Regions from separate parts of the Zea mays genome. Here region 1 is linked to region 2. The links are chromatin contacts, called in public Hi-C maps. All regions are on one chromosome and are shown on one strand. The core of a region is the stretch at or near the end of the contact, and the rest is flanking DNA. Distances in the headings are between cores, read along the strand shown. Region 1 holds the start of LOC103630307 (protein N-terminal glutamine amidohydrolase). Region 2 holds the start of LOC103630302 (calmodulin binding protein PICBP).

The links. A called contact is a pair of places that touch in the nucleus more often than the background predicts.
Region 1: a Hi-C map of leaf shows a contact between it and region 2, with 7 times the contacts expected there. The contact joins the promoter of LOC103630307 here to the promoter of LOC103630302 in region 2. A contact is called at or near these places in 3 of 25 Hi-C or Micro-C datasets (bundle sheath, ear and leaf).

Annotation. Positions count from the first base shown.
Region 1 is chr6:153,953,260-153,959,755 of Zm-B73-REFERENCE-NAM-5.0, forward strand. It overlaps LOC103630307 (protein N-terminal glutamine amidohydrolase), which reads left to right and starts at 2,413. Exons shown (of 6, transcript XM_008651370.4): 1 at 2,413-2,654; 2 at 6,098-6,203; 3 at 6,276-6,353; 4 at 6,473-6,496. The coding sequence starts at 2,530.
Region 2 is chr6:153,721,050-153,727,268 of Zm-B73-REFERENCE-NAM-5.0, forward strand. It overlaps LOC103630302 (calmodulin binding protein PICBP), which reads left to right and starts at 4,458. Exons shown (of 3, transcript XM_008651364.4): 1 at 4,458-6,219. The coding sequence starts at 4,939.

The DNA of each region.
Region 1 (6,496 bases), core at 1,163-3,662, 230 kb after region 2:
AATTAGCACTCATAATGTAAGGGATGCAACTAAAATAACATAATACCTAGTTAAGTAAACTAAACTGCATTATCTGTAGACAATAAAAAAGTGTCTAAGTGTTGTAAAATAAATATGATATTGTAAATGCAATTCAGAACTTGGAACCTAACGTGAAAATTCGACTAGATTCATCCTTACTGTATACTACTAAATAATATCTAATATGTTGTATCAGGTCATAATTATTGAATACTAATTAGTATTTAATATATATGAAATCATAAGTATAACATATAACCTGCCGTGGAGTTTCTACTACTTTCGGCCTCTTTGTACATGTCTTCCGTAAGATATTCATATGACTTCCAGTAGCATTACGCTTCTTTGTAGGTGTCATGAAGTCATCGTCGTCATTGCCAGATCCAGTTTGTTCATTGGCTTCATAAATAACAGATGGTTTCTCGATAGGTGCAGGACACTGATCAGAATGCTTTGTGTTTGGAGGAACTCCAATAGAGGCCGGTCGTGGTATCTCAACACTAAAGAACTCTTGGCTTGACTCAATGGTTATGCGTTTGGGATTAGCGGGAGGACGATCAACTGACTTCATTTTTTGGGGTAGAACAAACTAAGTAAATGAAAAAGAACATCAGGAAATAATACTATACCATACATAATAATTAAATAAATATAACATTATGAAACTGTTGGGGTATGTATAGTGTGTGTATTGTGCATAACAACAGATGTAGACAACGTAAATGAGAAGAAGGAATGCATAACAACAGATATGTGAAAACTCACATTTAAATAAAACAGTACATAGTGTGCATAAATAAATTATGCAATATAATTCATAACAGTATATGTAGTATAACTATCAGAAACAACAATAATAACACAGTACAATAACATCACTAATCTATTGATTGCTATTGTAAAAAAATATATTGTGTTTATAAACAACACTCAGTACCTATATAAAAATGAACAGAATGTAACAAATATGCAATTGAAAAAATTGGAAGACATTATCGGATACTACATATAATGAGGCGATTCAATTAATTTCGAATCAATTGAAGGGATGTAGAAGGGGCGGGGCGAACCTGATGGACATTAGCGGCTGAACTATGTAAAAGAATGGGGGGAACTCGAAAGACTGAGAGGGGAAACGAACCAGGGAAGGAGAACGACGGCGGTGAATCGATGAACAACGGAGATTACGGCGGTGGAAGAGGTGGGGGCGGTCGTCGATGGCGATCGCAGGAGCGAATGACGACGACGGGGAGGAACTGATTTTTTTAGGGTTTGGGTGGACCCGAGCTGAATTAATTGAAAGGTGTCTGTTGTGTGTGGCTCGTTGACCATATTAGCTCGGTCGGCCCGCGGGGGAGCGGCGAGGGACTGTGGGTCCACTAGTCAGCACACAGTCAGGGTGAAGGTTTGGTAACTGCGTGATCATAATAAGCATAAATAGCTGTGCAAAGTATCGTAAACAGTTTACAAAAAATAATTAATCAAGACCCACGCCAAGGTACGTAATATAATAAATCCCAAAATGATATGTAGTTGTTAACATCGAAGTATACAATCATAAATCCCAAATACTACACCACACCGACCAAGCCGCATCGACGTGTCAAATTATGAAACGGTTGGAGTCATAATATGCAAGTATAAACGCGGCCAACTCCAACGCGGGTCGTGACCACGACGCCGGAAAACCCGCGCGAAGCATACGCACTCACCGTGTCAGTTACGTGTTTATGCATACGTAATTTGAATGAAACGGATGCATAAATGGTAATAGAGGGTGCGCACGTACGACCCACCTTCAATCGGTGCATGTGCGCGGTACTCGGACCACCTGCCACGTCGACCCGCGCCCGGCACAACTAGACTGGCAGGGGCTCCCTGCATTGATGGAAGCCCAGGGCTCCTAATACTATAACTATATATATATATATATATATATATATATTTCATATTTTTCTCTTTAGATTTGAATCCGATATAGATATTATCGAGTTGTGTTGGATAAAATTTGAACGGATATTGATATCTTGAATACTCAACTTTATATATAGATATAGATTGAATACGGATCAAATACTAAATACATAGACTCAAATACGAATCGGTTATTAACCCTCATAGAACTTATTTGGTTAAGTGTAAATTAAGAGAAAATTAAATCTCTCGCTAGTTAAAATTAATAATTTAATCTTCTTAATCTCCTTGGACTCGAATGCAACTGAACAAGGTCTACTGAATTGGAATATGAACATTTACCACCGTGTCGAGGAGTCGGCATTATATCGAAGCTGGACTTTTTTCTCAGCCAAGTCGGCATAGAAAACTTTTTCACCTGACAACTTGAGTAAAGCAGCCCAACAACTAGAGTACTAGACTAGACTACTGGGCTTTGAGCCATGAACTTTCAATCTAAGCCCAGCTTCGAGCTCTGGCAGTCTGGCACACCGCACTCTGCCACAGGTCCACGCTTCCACCAGCCCACTCCCCGTCGCCGACCTCACCCCCCTCATGGACGGTGGCCGAGCCGCAGCCGTCGGCGGCGACCCCTCTCCCATCGCTGCTCCTTCCAATCCCCCGGCGCTGAGCAGCCGGCCCGTCGATGTCTCCTCGTTCACCCATACCCCGTGCTACTGGTAACCAACCCCTTTGCCCATTTTATCGATCCATAGTTTCTCGCAGTAGATTCAAGCCACATGGTTGACCACTAGGAATTAGTATTTCCCTTCTTCTGAAACCTTGTTTCCCGTTCCACCTCTTCTGATCATGGAAGAACTTCGAACTGGAGGTGAATATTTGCTGTATAAAGAGTTGTGTATTGGGTAGACCGGTAGAGGTCAGTCTAGTTGAAAGTTGAGTCTTTAGTGTGTGTCCATCAGTCCATGGTATGTTTAACGGGAGTGGGAATTAGTATAATGCAACCCTTATCATTTGCCTAGTTGCTGTTGGTAGTCTTGTCCTACGGAAATTAGCACAGTCATCCTATGTGAACTTTAGTTCTGTGATAAGACTTTATAGGGATATAATCATATTATCTTATCCAGAATACCATATCTAGTGCACCTCGATGAGTTGTTCTTTTCTGTAACATTCTACAGATAATTGAGGCTTGGATACGGATGCAGTTACATGCATGGGGATGGGGAGACAGAATCATTGCAGCCTAATAATCATCATTCTTTGCATTGTAGCTAACCCAACTCAAAGCATTACGCTAACCGCATACTCTGAATAAGCCTTTTCCAGGGGGACGGGAATAACTATAGGCGCGAGGAAATAGGAACGCGAGCGATTTATAGCAGGATTAGTTTTGCCTCTGGTGAGATAATCGTAATCTAGGGGACGGGAATAACCATACGCGCTTCGCTTGTGACGCACGACGGTCGAAACTCGTGCTTTAAAGGAGTAGATATGTGGCATGATAGAAGTAAGCAAAACCAATACATGTATAGTTATAATTGCTCATAGACTCTGTTGTTTAAACAAACCTTGGCTATTAATAAAGGAAGATACTTTTTTTCCATAGTAGGCATGGTTTTAAAGGCGGCTAGGCGGAACTAGGCGCCCAGCCACCGCCTGAACGCCTAGGCGACTTAGGCAGGCGCCTAGGCGACGCCTTACTAGCCTCATTTTTGGGTGTTGACACCTGAGAGAAAGCAGGGGAGGAGGACCTACCAGTCTACCACTCTACCAGTGAGGGGCGCCCAGGGAGGGGGAGCAGCCGGCCAGCCGCGTGCCCAGCGAGCAGCAGCCGCGTGCAGGGAGGAGGAGCCACGTGCAGGGCGCGCGCAGGGAGGAAGAGCCGCGCGCGCAAGGTGAGAGAATCAGAGAACAGCCGCCAGCCGTGCGCGCAAGGGGAGGAGCAGTCGCGCGCAAGGGGAACGCGCGCCAATTTACAGGGGAAACGCCCGCCAAGCTAGCGCATCGGGCACCAAAATCCAGCGCCAACAAACCCTAGGTTAGGCGTCGCCCAGGGGGAGAAAGGCGTCGCCCAGACGCCTACCGCGCCTAGGCGGACGCCATACTCAATTTTACCTGGGTGGCGCGGACGCCTAGCAAAAAATGTCGCCTGGACGCCTAGGCGACACCTTTTAAACAATGATAGTAGGTGAGCCCAAATTTCATTACTACATCACAACCTAATTACAAGAACCCAACAGTTTGAAAGTCAACCGATCATATCATCAGCACAATTTGTTAGAGGAATGGCAGGCTCATGGCCTCATGCAACCTTTTTCTTGCTACTGCCTATATCACTCTACATTAGCCATGACCATAGAAGTTTTTTAGAGGAAAATAACACATGGCTGCCCACAGCTGACAGCACTCCTGCATTTTGAGAAAAAAATATTGATTTATACAAATTCCTACCAACTAACTCTAAACCATGATGCTTTAGTTTTGTTATGATTCTAGTAGCACATCAAATGACTCTGCGATGTATGGCCAGACTCTTCTATCATGTGTAGCACATGAATGGTAGAAACAGATCTGACTTCTAGCCTTCTGTCTTGGTTTAACGAGAGTAATTCATTTCAAAACAAGGAAAAAATGTTAGTAGAATCAGTGCAATTCTCAGAGCTTAGATGGCCCACACCTGAGATTGAAAACTATAACTGCATAATTGTTAGTGATGCCACTTCAGTGGATTACCATCAACCTAGAAGTGTTTGTATATACAATAACTTTATTTTATAAATCTGTCCAAAAAGTTATGTAGACAGTATGGTTTGGTTGGTAGTTAAGCTTTTATCTCCAGATATGCTTTTAAGAAGGCTGTACTGTGGCAGATTCCTCCCGTCAAAGCTATCGTTTTTGTAATATATAAAAAAACTATACGAAGAAATCATATATAAGGTGCAATGCATATACTTGTGTTTTCTTTATGTTTATTTCATTCATTTACATTTGGTTCTCGAAGGACAGGTCTGGCGCTTTGTTGAGATTCCTTCACACTGAGCCAAAGGTCCTGGGTTCGACGCAGCCCCTCTGCAAAATGCAGGGGGTAAGGCTTGCCTTAGTTATTTCTTCCCAAGACCCCACTCATGTGGGCTCCACCAGCACTGCGTCTGTCCTTTTTCTTTACATTTGGTTATTGATGTTCCTTTGTCTATTTATATAGTTTACGTTATTTTTTTCTCATGTGATCTTCAATAACCCATACAGAATATTAGAGTATATCTGGTAGTTAGGGATATTGTAATCCCATATTGCCATGTATATCAGTGAGCTGTCTTGGCCCCACCCCACCACAAACCTTTAGGCTTTTGATGCAGAGCCAAGGCCAGTGACTGTGTACTCGTATGCCTCTGTTAGAGCATCTCCAACAGAAGTCCTAAACATAGTTGTATTTTGAAATATAAGACTCTAACGTCAAAAACCTGTTCCAACAGGGGTCCTATTTTACAAAAAATCAATCAAATAATTATAGGACTCGGCCTCTCAAATCCTAAATGTCTAAATATTGGACCCCATATGTTGGAGCCCTATCCTCATTTTGTACAGTATTCCTAACATTTTATTTCATAGATAATATGATCTATTTCCTAATAACATGATATAGGACACAACTGTTGGAGTTGCAAATGATTTTGTGGCCCTAAACACTTCAAATCAGGTCTTATTTTATTTTTTAGTACTCAAATATAGGACTTCTTGTTGGAGATGCTCTTAATGCTTTGGACTTGCCTCCCTCCATGGCTTCAACCACGTCCACCTAAACATCGGCTACTTTGATGACAAAAGAGCTACTTGTTGTTTTATACTTCAGTCTCAGCATGTACATTGCGGCGGCGCTATGACCGCAGGGCATGTTTGTCTTCGCTGCTTCTCTGGTCTGGCTGTCTGTGATGTTAGAGTATATCTGGTAGCTAAGGAGTAAGGATACATTGTAATCCTATATTGCCATGTGTATCATGGAGACAACTTGCCACCAAGTATTGTCTCTATTTATATCGCCCGAGGGCTCAGTGCAATTATCCACAAATTATATGCAAAACCTTCCTGCTTTCAAAGAATACAAAATATCATTGCTGTTTATATTTGCTATTAACAGATGGATTTCATTTCCTACATGCAGCGAAGAAAATGTTTACATGTTATGTAACGAGCTTATTAGAACCGGAGTGGCTGATCCTGCGGGCACTGATCTTTATGTTGTTTTCATATCCAACGAGGAAAAAAAGGTGATTTATTGCTTATTTTTCTATTGTTGGAGATCTTATTTTCCTTCAGTTGGAAATTTCCCTTCCATTCAGGTTCCTCTCTGGCATCAGAAAGCAGGCCATTCTGATGATGGATTTATTTGCTGGGATTATCACGTGATATGCATCCAGGTAAAGCTAACTAAATTGCTGTGGTATTTATCTTTAGTTTAGTGTGTACTGCTGACATAAAAGCAGTGCATTTTGTATCATGTAGTGTTTCATGGTACTTCTTGATGTGCATATGGAAGTCTAGGCGAAGCAAAGAAGTTCTT
Region 2 (6,219 bases), core at 3,208-5,707:
TTGACCGGTAAATGTCTTTAGGCACCTTATGATCGGCAGGAAGGACATCACTAAACAAGTCCAAAATCGCCTTATAACATTTGGCTGAGCAACCAAACTTTGACTTTATGCTCATTAGACGGGTCACGAACTGGAGGATGGTAACCGTTGTGTGTCCATGCAGAGGCATTTCTAAGTCTTGGAGGAGTTTGAACAACTCTTCAACCTCTTTTGTAGGCGGATCTTCAGGATTGTTGACAAACTCTGCCTGCATATCTTCTAACATATGGTCCAATCGATCAACGTTTTCACCGTCATCCACCTCCATCTGTGCTGATACTATACACCGTGACTCGCCGTGGTTATCCCAAACCTTATAACCTTGAACATACCCATGACTGCAAAGGTGTAGTGCCACAGTTCTCTTGTCATGTGACTGGATGTTCCCACATTTGGTGCATGGGCACCTAATCACAGCGTGGGTTGACTCTCCACGAGCGTTCTCTAAAAACTTTTCTGTCTTCTGAAACCATTCCTTTGTGTGACATCCGCCCTTCTTCCAACCAGCATACATCCACTCACGGTCATCTTCCATGTTTGTGGACTAGGATGGCTCAGTTTTGCTGTTGTGTAAACCACCAACCAAAAATTCAGCATATAAGAGCGATGCACGTGGCTTAGGTGATAACCCTACTATAGGAAAGGACATAAACCCACCCGAGAATGGAGGCGGCCGCATGCGACTCGTGACGTGCCCGATGGTCCGAACGAAATTTCGGCAGCATAACCCCGCTGTTCTCCGAACACACGCCTATCATGGTGCGACGGAGAACAACTGGGTTATGCTGCTGAAATCTCGTTCGGACCAACGGACACGTGCACGAATCACATGCGGCCACACCCATTCTCCGGCTGTCCAAATACGTGGACAATCCCGGAACCACGCACATCACAAGTAATCTTGTGTTTGGACCGAATGAAACTATACAATCTATGCATTCATAGATTGTCTAGGTGCATTAGGCCCAAACATATGAATAAATGTGATGCATGTGCATGCTTCCGGAACGGGTGACGCCTAGGGTTAACTACTGGTCTGCGCACTTAACCCTAAAACTCTAGGAAAATAAACAGTGTATCATACTAATTAAACGACCACAACGTAGTTAACTCCCGTCGGCTTAATCAATACAATCAACCAACCGACGGGAATAAACATATTTTCGATATAAATATAAATATATATCGCAATGATATAATTTTAAATAATTTCAATCTTACTGTCTCAGTGGAGGTTGCAGCGGCGTCGGGGGAGGGGACGGGCGGGGGCAGCGGCGTCGGCAAGCCGCGGCGGAGGACGGGACGGGCGCGGCGGGGTCGGCGGCGGCGGCGTAGGCGCTGGCGGCGCTCGGGCGGGGCGGCGCACGGCGGCGGCGGCGGCGCAGGCTCGGGCGGCGCTCGGGCGGCGCTCGGGCGCACGGCGGCGGCGGCGCAGGCTCGGGCGGCGCTCGGGCGCTGGACGGCGATCGGCGGCGGCGCGGGATGAGTGGCCGGCGATGGATGAGTGGCCGGCGGCGCGGGATGAGCGACCGCGCGATGAATAGAGCCTGGGCGAGTGGCCGGCGCGCGCGTTTTAGCCGGGCCCGCCCTAAACCCCGTCGGCCTCCGGACTAACCGACGGGAGTTATTTTATCTCCCGTCGGCTTCGTTATGGCCGACGGTAGTTAATTAACTCCCGTCGGCAACCCTAAAAACCGACGGGAGTTATTTTATCTCCCGTCGGCTTCGTTATGGCCGACGGTAGTTAATTAACTCCCGTCGGCAACCCTAAAAACCGACGGGAATTATTATGGCCGACGGGAGTATTCAGTTTTGCTGTTGTGCACTCTCACGCCGGACTCCGGCCGCCTCGCTCCTCTCCCCCCTTTGTGCTCGCCCACGCGCTCGACCCATCTGGGCTGGGGCACGCGGCACTCACTCGTCGGCCTGAGGGACCCCCGGTCTCGAAACGCCGACAGTTTTTAAATTTTAGTTAGACGTGGGCTATACGAGGGAATGAGAATGGGAATGAGATTTACGAGAAGGGGGAATGTGAAAGGCAGAACAAGGAATGGTTGCAGAACATGGGAATGGATTGGGTTGTGCGGGGAAGGGAGAATAGGTAATGGAGAACAGGGAATAGGAATGACAGAACAGGAAATGGTGGCAGAACACGAAATGATAGGCTACCCTTGCAGCCTTAATAAGAGCATCTCCAAAGTCTTTCCTAAATCAAGTTTTTTAGGAAAAACACAAAAACGTGTCTCCAACAGTTTCCCTAAAACGCTCCCATCTTTTTCATAGCCCTTAAAACACCCTCATTTGTAGCTACAAATGAGGGTTTTTTTGGGCTCCCTAGAAACAATTTGCCGCTTTAAGAGCAACTCCAAAAGAACGTGTAAACTAACTCCAAAACAGATATTAGTTAAGAATAGTGGTTTTTCTTACTCCAACAGTTCCCTCATTCTTTCTCCAAAAAATTCACGTCCCGCATCCACAGTCTGCTCTCCCTCATATTTTGGTGTGTTCCATCCTCCCCAATCAATTCCTGAACGTATCAGATCATCCACAGCCTCCCGACGACTATACAGATTGCGCCACATGTCACATTTAGAGGAACGGTTAGAGTACCCATCATGATTCACTCTTAAAATTTTTAGCCTACTCTTAATAATCAGTTTTTAGGGTAAAAAATTTTAACATCTTTTTGGAGTTGCTATAAAGGATTTGTTGGAGAAAGGATTAAAATATGCCCCTACTAATCTTTTAAATGCCCTTTAAAACTGATTTTGAGGACTCATTTTCTAGGGAGCTCTTGAAGATGCTCTAAGTAGTACAAATTACCGGCGTATTAAGCTTGCTCTAACATATGCTCCCTCTATCATAAAATATAATTCTTTCTAGCACTCTTTTTTCCGTCCACAATCGAATGCATAATAATGAATATAGACATACATATAAACTATATTTATAGATTAATTAATGAATAAACGTTTAGTAAAAAGCGAATTATATTTTTGGGAGGGGGATTTTGAGTCTTATAGACTTTCTAAAAGTATTTATTTTATTGCCTTTATTTTTACTGTATAAAAGACCATTTATTAAACTCTCTCAGCTTATCAGCATCAGGAGTTCAGGACTACACTAGGTTCTGCAGGACCTTGAGCCGTGAGAGGGCTGTTATTGCCGTTGCTTTTTACAGTCACCGTATTCTTGTTCTTTGCTAAATAACCTCTTCCCCAGTTCAAATGAAAAGGAAAAAGCACACCTGCCATTGTTCCTCGACAACAGGAGGGACCTTTTTTTTGTTGCTAAATCAAGGATAATAATTTCTTCGAAAATAAGTTTCATGTTAAATTACCCACAAGAAAGGTTTCTGCCGTGAAGAACTTTGATGTTAGGAATGTTGAGCGTCGATCCCTCACCAGTCACCAGTTACCACAAAAATAAATTAGGTCCCTTATAGTGCCAAATAAGTTTGTCAACAATGACAAACAAAACTAAGAGTTGGCTACAAAATGCTACTTAGCTGAGTTCATTCAATAGTTTTCGAGCACACAAATTTGATGGGTAGCAGTTTGCTGATCTTGATTACTCTAGAGTCAACTAGAAATCAATACGTATAGCATTAAATATACACTTATGTACACCACCACCCCTATATCCTAGAATGGTAAGCATATTTCGATCAGATAAAAGTCAAACAAAATAGACGCGGAACATTACTTTTTTCTTAGGCTATCCGCAACCGTTACCCCTAAATTTTTCCCCCTATATCACTTTCTCCCCCTATTTTCTCCCCTATTTTTTCATCTCTCGCAGCGGTTCCCCCTAAATACTCCCCCTATACCCCACTACCACTATAAAATATCATTTTCTATACCAACTATCAATTTTTTATCTACTAACAATTACTCGTGGACCCACGACATAATGTTTAGGGTGATGAACAGTGACACGCTAGATCTAGGAGGAGAGAGAAGAGAATCGACATGTAGGGGACGCTGTAGGGGGCACCGCTGCGGCCATAGGGTGCCCCCTACGCGCCGCATGCAAGGGGAGGGGAAGGGGCATCGTCCACCGCTGCAGTTAGCCTTAGCATACGCTGTAAGTAATTTGCTAAGAACTAATATCATTCCGGAGGCTCTTTGAATAGAAATTTAATTTCATGACCTTGACTTGTATATAATTTGAATAAATTCTTATCAAACTTTGGTTTTTTCCTCCATAAAGCACGATTATAATTTCAGTGATGGAGGGAGCGCTAAGTAAAACCATTACTTGCAGCCATAAAATCCGTTCACTCACCAGCAACTAACGAATCCAGCTTCCAGCCTTCAAAACAAAAGGCAGCCATCCCCGAGCGGCCGAGCCCCACAGCAGGCCAGCACAGAAACGGTCCCAGAATGGCCGCCACAGAAGATGCACGCCCATTGTCAAAATTTCTCAGTGGACCTTTCTCTCCAAGTCTCAAAGATGACGGCCGCTTTGAGCCGCCCACCCACTGTCTTCGGCTCCCCTCTTTCTCTTCCCAAACCATTGCCTACTCTTCCTCTTCCTCTTCCCAACCCATCGCCGTCCCCGTCCGGCCGTCCTTCACAAACCATCTTTCTCCTCTCCATCAAGTGAAGTCCTATCCCTCCCCTTCCCTCTTCCTTCCTTCCCCCGCCTCCCTTCCTCCCCCAGTTCACATCACCTTTGCTTTGCTTTGCTTTGCCTTGCTTTCGTGCCGCCCTTCAACGCAAGAAGCCAACAAGCACAAGCAAGCCTCCAGTATCAGCAAGACAAGAACGTCGCGAGAGAAACCGTTGATCCCAACAAGCCAAGGAGAAATCCGGCTGAGGATTAAGCTGCGAGAAGCGAAGAAACACAGGAACTCGCCGCCCCCGTCGCTGAAGAAGAAAGCAGCAGCCACCAGCCATGGTGCGGAGCAAGGAGGCGCCGAAAAAGAAGCCCAAGGACCCGCTCCTGACGCCCCCGTCCAAGCCCAGGGGCGGCTTCCTGGACGAGGGCTGCCCGTGGAACCGCGGCGGCGCGGCCATGTCCCCGGCGCCGGCGTCGGTGCCCAGCTACATGCGGGGCACCAGCAGCTCTGACGCCAAGGCCGAGCGCCGTGGGCGGCCTGCGGCGACCGTTTCGGCGTCGGCGTCCCCCGCGAGGTGGAGGCCCGCGGCGTCGGTGTCAGCGTCCGCGTCGCCCGCGCCGCGGCGGAGGCCCGCGGTGCGGGTGCTGACCAAGGGGAAGGTTTTGTTCGCGGAGGAGGAACCTTGCTCTGGCTCCGGCATGGGCCGCGCCACGTGCTCCTCAACCATGAAGGACACCAAGTTCCCCGAAGCGCTCGACCTCGCACCGGGCTCCACCGACGCCGAGGGCCCCGCGGCGCTGCGGGTGTGCCCCTACACCTACTGCTCCCTCAACGGTCACGTCCATGCGCCGGCGGTGCCGCTCCGGAGCTTCCTCGCGTCGCGCCGCCGGCTCATCAAGACGCAGCAGAGCATGAAGCTCAAGGGCGTCTCGGCCTTCCGCAAGAAATCCGAGGAGAGGACCAGCGGCGGAAGTGGCAGTGGTGGAGGTGCAAAGATCGCGCCTTTGATCGACGAGGAGGCGGTCGGCGACTTCTTCGTCGAGGTGTACGGCGGCCCGAGGGTGAGCTCGGACATGAGCTGCAGCGACATGTCTCTCGACGAGATGGATGCCACGGTGCGGAGGATGGAGTTCGTCGTGTTCGATCGGTGCGGCGCGGACGAGGACGGTGAGAAGGGCAAGGATCTTGCGGTTTGCGATGATGGTGAACCTGAGCCTCGCCCGGTGTTGCAACAGAAGCATGGTGCCTTCGGGGACAGCTTGTCGGAGTGCAGTGGGGTACACATCGACAACGATTTCGTCGAGGAGTTGCCATGGTTGAAGTACCATGGATACGAGTATGATGATAGCTTGGACGATGAGATCTTGGAAGAACAGAGAATTGGGGAACAGGAGGTTGTTGGAGCAGAGTTTTCTGTGGAGCAAGAAGCAGAGCAAGGAACGTCCGGTAGATCCTCTGATGAATACAAAGAGGATGCTGCTGATGAGGAGAATACAACGAATTTGGTCCGTGACCAGGAGATCCTCTCAGATCAAGGTGTTGCTTGCAGAGTGGAGGCATGCGAGGAGCTGGGTGGAAGAGATGAAGACAACATCCTGGAGGCGTCTGCTGGACAA